Regions from separate parts of the Mus musculus genome. Here region 1 is linked to region 2. The links are chromatin contacts, called in public promoter capture Hi-C maps. All regions are on one chromosome and are shown on one strand. The core of a region is the stretch at or near the end of the contact, and the rest is flanking DNA. Distances in the headings are between cores, read along the strand shown. Region 1 holds the start of Cyp4f39 (cytochrome P450, family 4, subfamily f, polypeptide 39). Region 2 holds the start of Notch3 (notch 3).

Region 1 (6,678 bases), core at 3,799-6,298, 290 kb before region 2:
TAAAGGTACTTAAATCAAACATATGTAACCTGTGCACTGTAAGAGTTGTTTCAGTGGAGGAATACAGCTAAGTAGTAGAGTGTGAGCAGAGTATGCACAAGAACATGACAGTGTGTGCCAGAGCATGACAGTGTGTACCAGGGCATGACAGTGTGTTATCATGGCATGACAGTGTGTGCCAGGGTATGACAGTGTGTGCCAGGGTATGCCAGTGTGTGTCAGGGCATGACAGTGTGTGTCAGGGCATGACTGACAGTGTGTTATCAGGGCATGACAGTGTGTGTCAGGGCATGACAATGTGTGTCAGGGCATGACAGTGTGTCAGGGCAAGACAGTGTGTTATAAGGGCATGACATTGTCTTATCAGGGCATGACAGTGTGTGCCAGGGCATGACAGTGTGTGTCAGGGCAAGACAGTGTGTTATCAGGGCATGACAGTGTCTTTTCAGGGCATGACAGTGTGTGCCAGGGCATGACAGTGTATGCCAAGGCATGACAGTGTGTGTCAGGGCATGACTGACAGTGTGTTATCAGGGCACAACAATGTGTGTCAGGGCATGACAGTGTGTTATCATGGCATGACAGTGTGTATCAGGACATGACAGTGTGTTATCAGGGCATGACAGTGTGTGCCAGGGCATGACATTGTGTGCCAGGGCATGACAGTGTGTGCCAGGGCATGACAGTGTGTCCCAGGGCATGACAGTGTGTATAAGAACATGACAGTGTGTGCCAGGGCATGAATGTGTGCAAGAACATGACAGTGTGTGCCAGGGCATGACAATGTGTGCAAGAACATGACAGTGTGTGTCAAGGCATGAGAGTGTGTGCAAGGCCATGGATTCTGTCCTTAACAAAATAGTTAATTTTATAGTAAGTAGCTAAGCCTCAATAAAAAAATGCACATATGGGTCCCAAAAGATCGTTCAGTGGGTAAAAGTGTTTGCCACATATGCCTGATGACTTCAGTTCAATGCCAGGAACCCAGATTAAAAACATATACTGTTCTTCCAGAGGACTAGAGTTCAGTTCCCAGCACCCATAGTGGGGTCTCCCAGGTGCCTCCGACTCCAGCTCCAGAGGACCTGACACTCTTTCCTGCCCTCCACGGGTACCTACACTCATGTGCACAACCACACATATATATATGTTTGCACAAATCGTTACAAATATAAAAGAGTAGCAACAACACAATAGCCAGGTGTGGTGGTGCAGGCTGCAATCCCAGCATTTGGGAGGCCAAGGTAGGATGCAGGATGATCAAGAGTTTAAGGCCAGCATGAGCTATACAGTAAGACTGTTGTTTGGTTTGGTTTGGTTTTTAAGGCAATATTGATCCAACAAGAAGGCTCAGGCTCAGTATGAAAAGGTGTTTACCAACACACACCACACACACACACACACACACACACACACACTCTATAAATAAATGTAGTAAAATTTAAAATTTTGGGGCTGGGTATAGTGGTACACACTTTTAATCCCAGCCACTCAGAAGGCAGAGACAGGTAGATCTCTGTGAGTTCAAGGCTAGCCTGGTCTACAAAGGGAGTTCTAGAATAGCCAAAACTACATAGTGAGACCCTGAGAGAGAGAGAGAGAGAGAGAGAGAGAGAGAGAGAGAGAGAGAGAGAGAGAGAGAAACAACAACTGGATTTATCTCTTGAAGTTGTTGGGAATGGTTTTGGACTGAAATAGTGTCTTGCTGGGTGGTGGTGATGCACATCTTTAATCCCAACACTCAAGAGGCAAAGGCAGACAAATGACTGTGAATTTGAGGCCAGCCTAGTCTACAGAGCAAGTTCCAGGACAACCAAGGTTACACAAAAAGATACTCTGTCTCTGAGAAGTGGGGAGGGAGGGAGGGAGAAAAGGAGGAAGGGTGAGGGAGAGAGGAGGAGAAAAAAAGAAAAGAAAAAGGGAAAGGAAAAGGAAAGAAGAAAAGAAAAGAAAAGAAAAGAAAAGAAAAGAAAAGAAAAGAAAAGAAAAGAAAAGAAAAGAAAAGAAATAGTGTTTTATAGCCTAGGCTAGGACAAACTTTCTCAATAGCCCAGGCTGGCCTGGAACTCAAAATCCTCCTACCTCACTCAGCCTCTAAAGTGCTGGGATAACAGGCATAAACTGATGCCTACAGCTTATTAGTATTTTTGCAGAAGTAAAGGAAATGAGACTGAGCGTGTGCCTCAGTTAGTGGGGTGCTTGCCTAGTATGCAAGCTCTGTGTTTGATCTCCAGCATCACAGAACACTAGATGTGATGGCACTGCCTGTAATCCCAGCACCTGGGAGGTAGAGGCAGGTGAATCAGAAGGTCAAGGGCATCTTCAGCTACATAGTCAGTCTGAAGCCAGCCTGGGCTGCAAGAGACACTCTCTTAGCAAAATAAAAGTTGGAACAAATTTAAAGCAGCACCCTAAGAAGCCTGTGGAAGGCTAGCAGGGCCATTTCTTCCATGAACCAGACCCTACTGTCATCCCAGTCTGCCCCGGGAGTGCCTTAGCACTCCACCCCTTCTGCTTAGAACTGCCTTATCTGGCATCAGTGGTACCAACGACCAACCCTGCAGCCCAGCCCAGCCCACACCCAGGGAGCCTAGTTTGACTGGTTAGGCTGGTAAATTGCCAGTCAGGGACTTGTTATACAAGGTATGTGGGATCACAAAAAAGAACCCAGGATATGGATCCTGGCCAGTGCCAGGCACTGCATACTGCCTTTTCTTGAGGGTCAAGTATTGGCCAGGGAACATCCCAAAGTTGACACATCACCCCACAAAACAGCTCCCCTTTCCCAGCCTATCTGTTTCCTGTCCCAGCCTACCCTTTACTCTCAATATAAAATATCTACCTGCCCCTAGAGAGTCCTCCACATCAAAGGGCCACACTCCAGGTCTGGATTGAAAACAGCCCAAATTTCTGGAAATCTGAGGGAAAGCTCAGGGTCAGTTGTAACAACTGAGGATAGAGCCAAGTTGTAAAATCAAGTAGAGAAAAGCCCCATAAAAGCTTGAAACGGGGATGGAGAGATGGCTCAGCGGCTAAGAGCACTGACTGCTCTTCCAAAGGTCCTGAGTTCAAATCCCAGCAACCACGTGGTGGCTCACAACCATCTGTAATGAGATCTGATGGCCTCTTCTGGTGTGTGTCTGAAGACAGCTACAGTGTACTTACATATAATAATAAATAAATCTTTAAAAAATGGGAAAAATAAAAACAGTTCAGTCTTTAAGAAAAAAAAAAAAAAGCTTGAAACGTGTATATTCTTTGTCCCATCCCAAAATAAGCACTGCCTTTAAAAGAAGTTTGAAGGCAGTGGCAACCTGGGACGTAATGACCTCTGCATACCATTGCAAACACGGCACACTTGGACCCAAGCCACAGAAGGGATTCCATAGTGCCCTCTCCCTGGTAACCGTGCCACTTGAGGCAAGTGTCCACACCTCTCTGAGCCCCAGTTGCTTCAGACAGGAATCATATTTCTCCACCTCACAGAGATATGATGACATATAGAATATATATGAGCCATCAAGATGGCTCAGTGGGTAAAAGTACCTACTGCCAAGCTGGACAACCTGGGTTCAGTCCCTGACACCCACGTGCTTGAAGGAGAGAACAGACTGCTGAAAGCTGTTCTGTAGCTTTCACTCTTGTGCTGACATACACAAACACAGACACAGACGCACACAAATTAAAAGCAAAAGTAAACAAAGAAAGTGCTTACTCATTCTCAGGTAGGGCCACCTGATGCTGTCAACATGTCCATCCTTGCTACCTAGACATCTGGGACTTACAGAATAAAGTCCAAGGCTAGTTGAATAGGAGAGATGAGGTCTCATTCTCTGAATGTTTCCCAGGTCATCCAAGCCCCTCTGTGGTTACCAACTCTGGTCACCGCCAAGACATGAGCCCATAGCTAATGTTACCTTTCGGAAACCCAAGCTGGGCTCTACAGAGATGTCGAGGCCATCAGAAAGTGGCCCAGGATTTTGAGGTCAGCCAGGGTTTGTTTGTTCCAATCCCAGCTTGCCCTCTGAATGTCTGTAATCCCCTGCTCCAGCCCTCATCTCCCCCCACAATCAAATCAGGGTCTGGGCAGGGATCTCAGGGGGTTTCATCTTCAAGGCACTTAGATGTTACAGGCTCTTGCTGGAGTCAGCTTCAAGACAGAGAAATTGGGAGGTGGGAGGGGAGGGAAAGAAGGCTTAACTGTGGGGTAATGAATGCACAATGAACTGTGGAGGTATATTAACCAATAAAGGGACTCTTGCCTATGCGGGAGCCAAAGGCAGCCTCTTCCTCCTTATCTCTCACTTCAAGCCAGAGATTTCCCCAAGTAGTGAGCCACAACCCTTTTCAGAGACCAAGGTGGCCAGCCCATCAATAGTTCTAAACCAGTCTGGGCCAGGCCCCTGAAACACCAGACAGCACTTACAGGACAAATCTTTGACTAACTTTCGGGGCTCATAGACAAAGGTAGAGAGGCTGGACCACTGTTTTATTTGCAAAGAAGGGAACTTGGAGATGCTGACACTTCTGTGGATGAGCACAGCATTCCTGACTGCGGCTGGACCACAACCAAAAGACCCATCGGCAAGATGGACAGCTTCAAATATGCTGAAAAAAAAAAACTTGTGTCCCAGAAATACACGCCCAGCTCAGGCTTTCTCTTCAAGACAATAAATACATCAACGACTCAGGCAAACCCTATAAGGAGGTGTCCCAGAACAGAAATCTCTAGCCAAAAAGTGCCCCCTCTCTTTCTACAACCCGCACTCAAAAAGAAGCGACTCCCGGGACACCAGAGCGCGCTCAGGAAATAAAAATGAGCATAATCCCAGCAACCTTTGGGGATACAGCAACATCTTGCTCCTGGTCACTCAACCTCATCACTGGTCGTGGGGTCCTGAAATTAGCTGTGCCCACTGATGTTCGCCCCGCCCCGCCCCGCTAAGGCCACAGTCGCTGGACCCACACACTCACCCGGGTCTCAGCCTGCCGCTCTCGATCCAGATCCGCTTCTTTGACAGTGCAGTCTGACAGCCCCAACCCTTTAAACCTGCCGGGCTGAGCCCCAGCCCTTTACAAGCTTCGGGCTGAGCGCTGAGCCCCGCCTCACAACTCCGGGGCCACGCCCATACTGGCAACGCCCCTGCCCGGTTGCTTGCAAGTCTGGCCCCCAAGATGCAAACCTGAGACAAGGAGGCTGAGACAGACAGAGAAAGAGAGAGCTTAACAGACAAAGAGGGAGGCGTGAAAATGCAGACAACTAAGAGCCTGACCCTTCCGACTCCCTGGTCTTGACTCCTATCAGAGCCTCATTTCCACTCTGGGTCACTCATCTCCAATACCAGAACGGGTTCCCAAGCTTGCACAGGACTTCCTGCACCATCACCTCCGAGACTCTCACTGTTCCACAGGAGTATTCTTTGGGGCCTCTCAAGAGTTCTCAGACTCCATCAGCCCCAGGGCGGAGGGCTACTTGTTTTTCCTGGAGCCTGCCCTACCTGCCCTCCTGGGCCGGATTCTGCAGCTGTTCCTTCAGTCCAAACAATCCCCTCAATCCACTGTCCCAGGACTTGGAAGCAGAAAAATCACAAATTCCAGCCCAGCCTGGACTACTTAAGGAAACCATAGATAGATAGATAGATAGATAGATAGATAGATAGATAGATAGATAGATAGATAGATAGATTAGATGGATGGACGGACAGACAGATAGAGGAGAGATAGAGTAATGAAGAAAAGGGGCTCTGGAGAACTGGGTCAGAGATGTAAAACACTTGTTCACAGCTGCTTGTATGTAATTCCAGTTCCAGGAGATTGAAGGAGCCAGAGGCTCTGCATCCATGTGTATACATCTTCACACAGGTGGATACACTACACATAATCAAAAATGATAAAAAAACAAATCTTTAAATAAGAATAATAAAATTTTTCTAAGGAAAAACAAAAAGAGGCCACCAGAGTTCAAGGTAAAAGCAATCACCACCGAGCATGACTCCCTGAGTTCATCCCTAGGACTCGTGATGGAAGGAGAGAACCAACTCCCACAAGATGTCCCTGACCTCTACAGGCCCACCACAGACCACTGTGACCCACACACTACCTTAGTGAATACAGAAATGACAGCTCACAACCATCTCCAATGCCAGTTCTAAGGGACCCAACAACATCTTCTGACCTGGAGGGCACCAGGCATGCACATGATGCTCATACAAACATACAGACAAAACACTCATGTACACAAAATAATGTAAATAATGTAGCTTAAATATATACAGTTTAAATGAACAGATGCAAAAATACAAGATGAGGGGAGGGTCTCCAGAAGCATTAGACTATTCAGGTCCCACCTCAACCAAACCCACCCATTCATAGGCACTTGACCTTGCAGCAGGATATTGTCCTTGGCCAGCCCATCTGCTTCAGAAGTATCCAGTCAGACCCACCCTTGAATGTGAGACAGACCATATGGCAGGGCTGAGCAGGCTGGTGGGTGGCAGGCAACTGACTTGGGTCGGTGGGCAGAGAAAGAAGAGAACAAATTTAAGAAGGTCCACTTGGCCTCCACTTCAAAGATTTCTTTCTGTCTTCAGTGACTCTGCCCTGGAAGGGTGGGGATTTGAGGTGAAGAACAAGAGACAGAAATAATTGAAGCTTTCCTGCATGGAAGCCACAGAAGGG
Region 2 (7,330 bases), core at 4,669-7,168:
TCATTCCCTGTTAGGGGCTCTTGGGGCACTCATCTTTCTTCTGATCCTCAAAAACTGCTCAGTTTCCTGTGGGAAGGCTGTGACCACAGAGGGAGATAAAGCCATCTCCAGCCCCTTGTGAAAAAGGCTGAATCAAAGGAAGAGAGCTCGGGGGTGGGGAGAAGACTTCAACTTGTAGGGAGGAAGGGCTTCCTGGAGAAATTTTTTTGTTGTTTTGTTTTTTAATTTCTTTTTTTTAAAAAATCTTTAAAATTTTGAAGGGAGGCGGGGCATGAGTGTGGAGGTCAGAGAATCAGTGTCTGGAGTCAATTCTCTCCTAACATGGGCACCAGAGATAAAGTTTAGTTTATCGGGCTTGGTGGCAAGCTCCTTTGCCCACTGAGCCATCTCTCCAGTCATTTATTTATTTATTTATTTATTTATTTATTTATTTATTTATTTTGATTTTGAGACAAAGTTTTACCATGTAGTCATGGGCTGCCCCGAAATTCTGTATGCACACTAGACGCCCTCATGCTGGCAGAGATCCACCTACCTCTACTGGGATTAAAGTTGAGCGCCACCATGCTCAGCTTTGATTTCGTTTTAACTCGAGTGTCTTTATTTATTTTGTACATGCATGAGACATTCTGTGCATGGAGAAGTCGGTCGGCTCTTTTCCTTTTATCACATGGTTCCTGCGATGCAACCCTCATTGAGCCCCCTGAACTGTATCTCTCTGACCCTGTTTCAGTGGAGGCGAGGGTAGGGTTGAGACACGTTTCATACATCCCAAGCTGGCCTTGAACTTGCTCTACAGCTGAAGCAGATCTTGGGCTTCCTGAACGGCCCCCTCTTTCTGAGCACTGAGATCACAGCCAACGCACCACGAGTACTTTATGCAATAGAGATTCAACCCAGGGCTTTGTGTGTGCTAGACAAACACTCTACCAACTGAATTATAGTCCCAGGAACGAAATTTATTCTTTAATACTATCTTATTTTATGTATGTGGGTGGTGTTTTGCTGCGTGTATGTCTGTGCACCACGTGCCTGGCTGATGCCTTCAGAGGCCAAGAGAGCCCCTGAAATTGGAGTTATAGATGGTTGTGAGCTGCTGCATGGGTGCTGGGAATCAAACCTAGGTTCTCTGGAAGAGCAGCCAGTACTTTTAACTGCTAAGAGAAGTGAACAGGAGGACACCAGGTCCAGGAATGAGGAAAGGGAAAGAATTTCAGAGAGGGTCCATTATGGGCATTGGGTAGCATGTGAGAAGTAACAAACCATTCCTGACAACTATGAAGGTGCTCCATGCATACATGCATGTACACATGCATATATATTATATATATATATATACATGTGTGTGTGTATGTGTGTGTACTTGAACTCACAGAGACATGACTGTCTGCCATTGCCTGTTTTTTTTGTTTTTTTTTTTTTAATCTTGAATTTTCAATCCATCTGCCTCCACCTGCTAGGATTACAGTTGTCATCCCCATACTTACTTACTTTTTTTTTTTTTTTTGGAGAGAGAGAGTTTGTTGATTTTTGCTTCATTTATATGGATGTTCTGCCTGTATGTATGTCTGTGCACTATGTGTGCGATACCCACAGAGGTCAGAAAAGGATATTTTGAGTCCTCTGGAACTAGAGTTACATATGGTTGTGAACTATTGTGTGGGTGCTGGGACTCAGAGCTGGATTCTTCAGAAGAGCAGCCATGGCTCTTAACCACTGAGCCAGCTTCACCATCCTATGTTCTGCATGGTTTGCTAGGAATCAACCTGGGCTTCATATATATGAGATAATACGTTTCTTGATCATTGGAATTTCAGGAGTTCCCCATGACTGTCTTCAAAGGTGCATTTTACGTTTTTTTGGTTTTTCGAGACTGGATTTCTCTGTGTAGCTTTGGCTGTCCTGGAACTCACTCTGTAGACCAGGCTGGCCTCGAACTCAGAAATCTGCCTGCCTCTGCCTCCCAAATGCTGGGATCAAAGACATGCGCCACCACTGCCCGGCTCAAAAGAGCATTTTAAAAACATTTGTTGTCAGTCACTTCCTGCCTAGAGAGGAAGCAGAAGGGTCCTCCCATCACGGACAGAAAGAAAAGTCTGAGCCAGGGCCATGAAAAGTGCAGGCCTGCTGGTTGAAGATAGTTTGATACAGGATAAAGAGCCATATCTTTAAGAAATATGGCTTGTGCTAGACCCAGTGATCCGAGTTTAATTCCCAGAACCCACATAGTAGAGAGAACTGACTTTCAAGCTGCCCTCTGACCCCGATACCCGTGTGGCAAATGCATACCATCACATAAACATGCACAAAGGAAGTAAAATGCAATTTTGTTTTATTACTAATGTTGATCATGTGTGTGTCTGGGTATGGGCTTATGCATGTGAGTGCAATTGTCTTTGGAGACAAGAAGTTCAAATACCCTAGAGCTGGAGCTACTGGTAGTTGTAAGAAGTTCTGGGAATCCAACTCAGGTCCTCTGCAGGAACACTAGGTGTTCTTAACCCTGAGTCATTTCTCCAGTGCCAATAAGATGTAATAATTTTTTTTCAAAACAGGATCTGTAACTTTGATTTTCCTAGAATTGGCTCTGTAGACCAGGCTGGCCTCTCCTACTGAGTGCTGGGATTAAAGGTGTGTACCACCACTGCTGGGCATAATTTTTTTTTACAATGGGGGTTGTACAACAGGATGGGGTGGGGCTTGGATTTCCTCCTGGGCTTATAGCAGAGGAGGAACTTGAGCTGCACCTGCCCAAGCTGATTAAAGAGACATAGTTGAGTCGGTTGACAGATAGCTGACTCAGCACATTGCAGTGACTCAGCCTACCTCCTTCTTACGCAACATTTTTTTTTCTTTGTCCAACCTTTACTCCTTCCTTATTTCTCCCCTGCAATACACAGGGCCAGGAGTCTCCTAGACCCCAGTTCAAATCTGAGCTCTAAATGCCTACACAGTGAGTTCCAGGCCACTCAAGGGTACATACTGAGACCTTGTCTCAACATACACCCTCATAAAAAGAGAAGACAGCCACAGGATTCTATTTATATGGAATACTATACTGAGGGCTGAGAGAGATGGCACACAGCCAAGCCTGATGACTTGAGTTTGATTCCAAACCCACGTGGTAGAGGGGAAGAACTGACTCCTACAAGTGGTCCTCTGACCCCCGCACAGATGCTGTGCATGCCCCACAACCCTAGGAACAAATACAATCATAGAAAATAAATGTCCAGAGCAAGCAAAGCCACAAATGCAGGGAGCTGGTGGCAGGGATATTAACAAGATCCCTTTTCCAGGATAATGGAATGTCTTGGAGCTAGAGAGGTCATAACTGAGAATATATTAAGTGGCACTGAATTGCAAACATCAAAATCTCAAATATGTACATTTATATAATATAAATTATACCTCAACTTAAAAATAATCAAGAATCAGGTGTGGTGGTGCACAGTGCATGAGCATAGGAGACCTCAAAAATGGCCCCACAGTGACACACTTCCTCAAACCAACAAGGCCACATCTCCTAATGGTGCCACTCCTTATGAACCAAACACTCAAATACATGAATAGGAAGCTATTCCTATTCAAGCCACCACACTGCGCTTGGCAGCACATGCCTACAGTCTCAGTATTAGGGAGTTGGAGGTATATTCAAGATCTCAAGGTCAGTCCGGACTACACTGTGAGTTCAAGGGGAGTCCGAGCTGCATTCAAAGACCCTGTGTCAAAACAAGGGGAGTGGCTGATTTGGTAGAGTAGTTGGTCAACATGCTCAAGGCCCTAGGCATCATCACAGCACTGCAAAATAAATAAACAGAATATTGAGATAAGAGGAAGAAAACGTCACCAACTCAGCCTAAGCCGTGAAAGTTTAATACCACCGATACTAGGAAAAGATGGCAGGTACCCTGATAATATGCCCTGGGAAGGATACGGGGATTCTGCCAAAGACGCATAAAGTTAATCTTGTAGAACTCGCAGGTCATTGCAGGTCCAAGAGGCACTCTTTCAAACAACTGACCTCAAACTAAGGCTGAGGTGAAGATCTGGGATCCAGTCTTCGGTCCACAAAGAAGCTATAAGGGATGTTATTCGGAATAACCATAAAACTTTGAGTAGAAACTTGGGTGAGGACTGGAGATGTGGTTACATGGTAGAGTGTCTCCCTTACACACTGGAAACCCCAGGTTCTGGCCCCAGCATCACAAAAATCAGGCATGGAAGCTCATACCCTTAATCCTAGCACTGGGAGGCAAAGCCAGGAAGACTGGGACTTCTAGGTCATTCTGGTTTCAGTAAGTTCAAGGCCAGTCTGGGTTGCACGAGACTCTGCCTGAAAAGGAGAAGCCCCCAAAGTAGGACAACAACGAAGTGGGCCTGAAAGACTGTTCAGTTGTTAAGAGAGCAGCAGCAGCAGCAGGAGGATCTGATTTCAGATTCCAGTTGTCTCATGTAACAAGCTGGCTATTCCACAAATGACCATAACTCCAGCTTTGAGGGGTGCAGTGCCTTCCCTGGTCTCTGCATATGCAGGTACTCACACTAGTGCACACACACACACACACACACACACACACACACACACACACACACACAGAGAAACACACACACACAAATAAATCTTTAAAAAGTGTATCCGTGACTGTCCTGGAATTTGCTAGGTAGACCAGGCTGGCTTTGAATTCACAGATCTATCTGCCTTTGCCTCTGGAGACCGTGTGAACCATGACATCTTCCCCAATTAACAAAAATACACTTATTTATTATGTAGCCAGTTGGGGGGGGGGGCGCGGCAGGGAGGGGAGATGGGCCCTCTACAATGTAGAGATCAGAGGACAACTTGTGGAAGTTGTTCTCTCCTCCCACTACAGGAGTGTCTGTGTATGCCCTTCCAGGATTATATGGGTCCTCTGTTTCAGTCCTTTGGTCTCCTAGTGATGGAGATGTTCAAGAACGGCACCCTTCACCCGACTCCTGAGATTTCCCCTGAATGCACCTCTAGAGCTTCCATTCTCACTTCACACAGAGGGAGTGTTCAGAGCCTTTGCAGGTCTCCTGGATGTAAAACTCAGTGAATGGCAACGAAATGATAGGCCTCATGGTAAAACCATGTAGAGTGTGGGATGTGCTAGGAGCTGGTGTGGATTTTTTTTACAAAGTATTTTATCTTATTTCTTGCGCACATAAGCGTGTGTGTGTGTGTGTGTGTGTGTGTGTGTGCGCGCGCGTGCGTGCAAGCATTCGAGCACAGTGTGTGTAGGAGTGCATGTGTATCACGGGGTACATGTGGCAGTCAGAAGACAATGTATGTGTTGGTTTTTTTATTTTAGCATGGGAGGCCCAGGAATTGAACTCGGGTGTCTGTGATTGGCAGCAAGCACCTTTCCCTCTTCGGTAGACCTTTGTGATCTTCACATTGTAGGAGAGCTGCACACAGGTACATGAGACTCATATCCACGAAACCCCTGGCCAGATTGTAAATGCTGCCCGCCCGGGTTTGTGGCGCAGTTGGAGCCTGAGTTTTGAGGTGATTGATGTTTAGTGTCCCCATGAAACTTCTATATGGTTTGCATGGGTGCGGCTACTTTTGTTCATTGGCCTCTCTACACCCAGGTTTAGAGGGTTTGGAGTCAGGGGTGTTTGCGTTTGTGTCATGACTGTGTGTGTGAGCCCTGGCTTTGGTTGTGTGCTGGAGGATAAGGATGGATGTGCTCACGAGCTGGATACCTGTCACGTCACGCAGGTTAAGCCCGCATCTCTTGTGGCAGACCTGAGTGTACCGAGGTCTGCAAGTCCCAGGCTTGGCGGGTAGAAGGGTCGGACCCCAGGAGGCCGGGCAGGGGGCGGGGGCGCTCAGAGCCGGCCCCGGGGCGGGGCGAGCCGCCCAGGCCTGGGGGCGGGGCAGCCCGACAGCCTCACTTCGGCGAAGTTGGCGGCGCGGAGGCTGGCCCGGGACGTGCCCGGAGCCCTGGGAAAGAGGGAGGAGGGAGGAGGGAGGGTCGTGGCCGGCCGCCATGGGGCTGGGGGCCCGGGGCCGCCGCCGCCGTCGTCGCCTGATGGCCTTGCCACCGCCACCACCGCCCATGCGGGCGCTGCCCCTGCTGCTGCTGCTAGCGGGGCTGGGGGCTGCAGGTGAGGGATCAGGGACTCGGAGGGTGGGACTGGGGTTGCAGGGGCGGGGAAGCAAAAAAAAAAAAGTATATATATATATATATATATTCTCCTAAGTTTGGAATTTAGAGGACCTGCCCCCCCAGGATTAAAGCCGGGGCAGAGATGCAGCAGCTGGGGGTGTGTATCAGTCATGGGGTTCGCACAGATTCATGATGGGAAGGCAGGATCCTAGAGGCCCAAGGAATCGAGACCCTTGAATGAATCAAGAGTCCAAGAGTAGGAGCTGGAGTTGTGGGAATCTGGGGCTGAAATTCGGAAGCGAGGTGTACCAAAAGTTTCAGGCTCACCCCATCCTACTTCTGCCTGGAGTCCTGGGAAGGTTAGGATGGGGGCTCAAGGACCCCCCAAGGCCTAGGACCCCTTGCACAAAAGCGCCTCCCCTATCCCGGGCGGGCCGTGAAGGGGGGGGGGGGACAAGGAGGGGGCGCGGAGTTCTCGGAGCTCTGAACTCGGAGAAAACGTCTCATGTTGGAGAGCTGCAAGACCCGGCGCTGGAGCGCGAGAAGCAGGAGCTGGAGCCCTTGCGAAGCCCGCGCCCCCTCCCCCGCGTGCCGCCCGATCCCTCTTCAGGCCGCCGGGATCCCGTAGTCTCGGGACCCCGTCTCTGTGCCGGGAGGAGAAGGGGCGAGGTCCACGTGCTCATCTCCAGCTTCTGGGCCCCCATCCCTGTGGCCGCAGCCCCTCCCCAGCATGCCTGGGCCCCCCTCCCCTCTTCCTCCACTCTGAGCTCCCCTCCCCCGCTCGGGACAATGGCTTCGCCGTCTAGACACCCCCTCCCCCCGGCCGGCCTCACGCTTTCTTTGCCAGACAAAGCGGGACCCACGAAGGGCCAGAGCGGGGACTGAGGGGGCGCCCCCACCCCTGCCCCGGGAGGCCTGATCAGCGGGGGAGGGGCATAGGCAGTTGGCTGTGGCCAGGGGTTCTAGGGCTCCTATGGTGGGACTCAGTGCTGGGCCGGGTGAGAGTTGCATAGAGAGTGGCTTAGCCTCTAGGCTCTACTAGGCAGGACTGGGCAGGAGCCACCGCCCCCGCGGGGCCAGTGCAGACTCATGGCCTGTCACACATAGAAAGGGAAAAAAATGCATGTGCACAGGTTTAGTACAGCCATAGATGCACACTTGGCACACACAAGACACACCTATGTGTTTGCTGCTCA

What was found. Capture Hi-C pulls out chosen DNA fragments and counts their contacts.
Region 1: a contact with region 2 is called in a promoter capture Hi-C map of liver. The contact joins the promoter of Cyp4f39 here to the promoter of Notch3 in region 2. A contact is called at or near these places in 2 of 39 promoter capture datasets (both in embryonic stem cells), 3 of 115 datasets of contacts at active chromatin or transcription factors (bone marrow-derived macrophages and embryonic stem cells) and 1 of 9 other capture datasets (liver).

What each region holds. Positions count from the first base shown.
Region 1 is chr17:32,451,093-32,457,770 of GRCm38.p6, reverse strand. Cyp4f39 (cytochrome P450, family 4, subfamily f, polypeptide 39) reads right to left here and starts at 5,048. Exons shown (of 14, transcript NM_177307.3): 1 at 4,975-5,048.
Region 2 is chr17:32,165,478-32,172,807 of GRCm38.p6, reverse strand. Notch3 (notch 3) reads left to right here and starts at 5,918. Exons shown (of 33, transcript NM_008716.3): 1 at 5,918-6,132. The coding sequence starts at 6,015.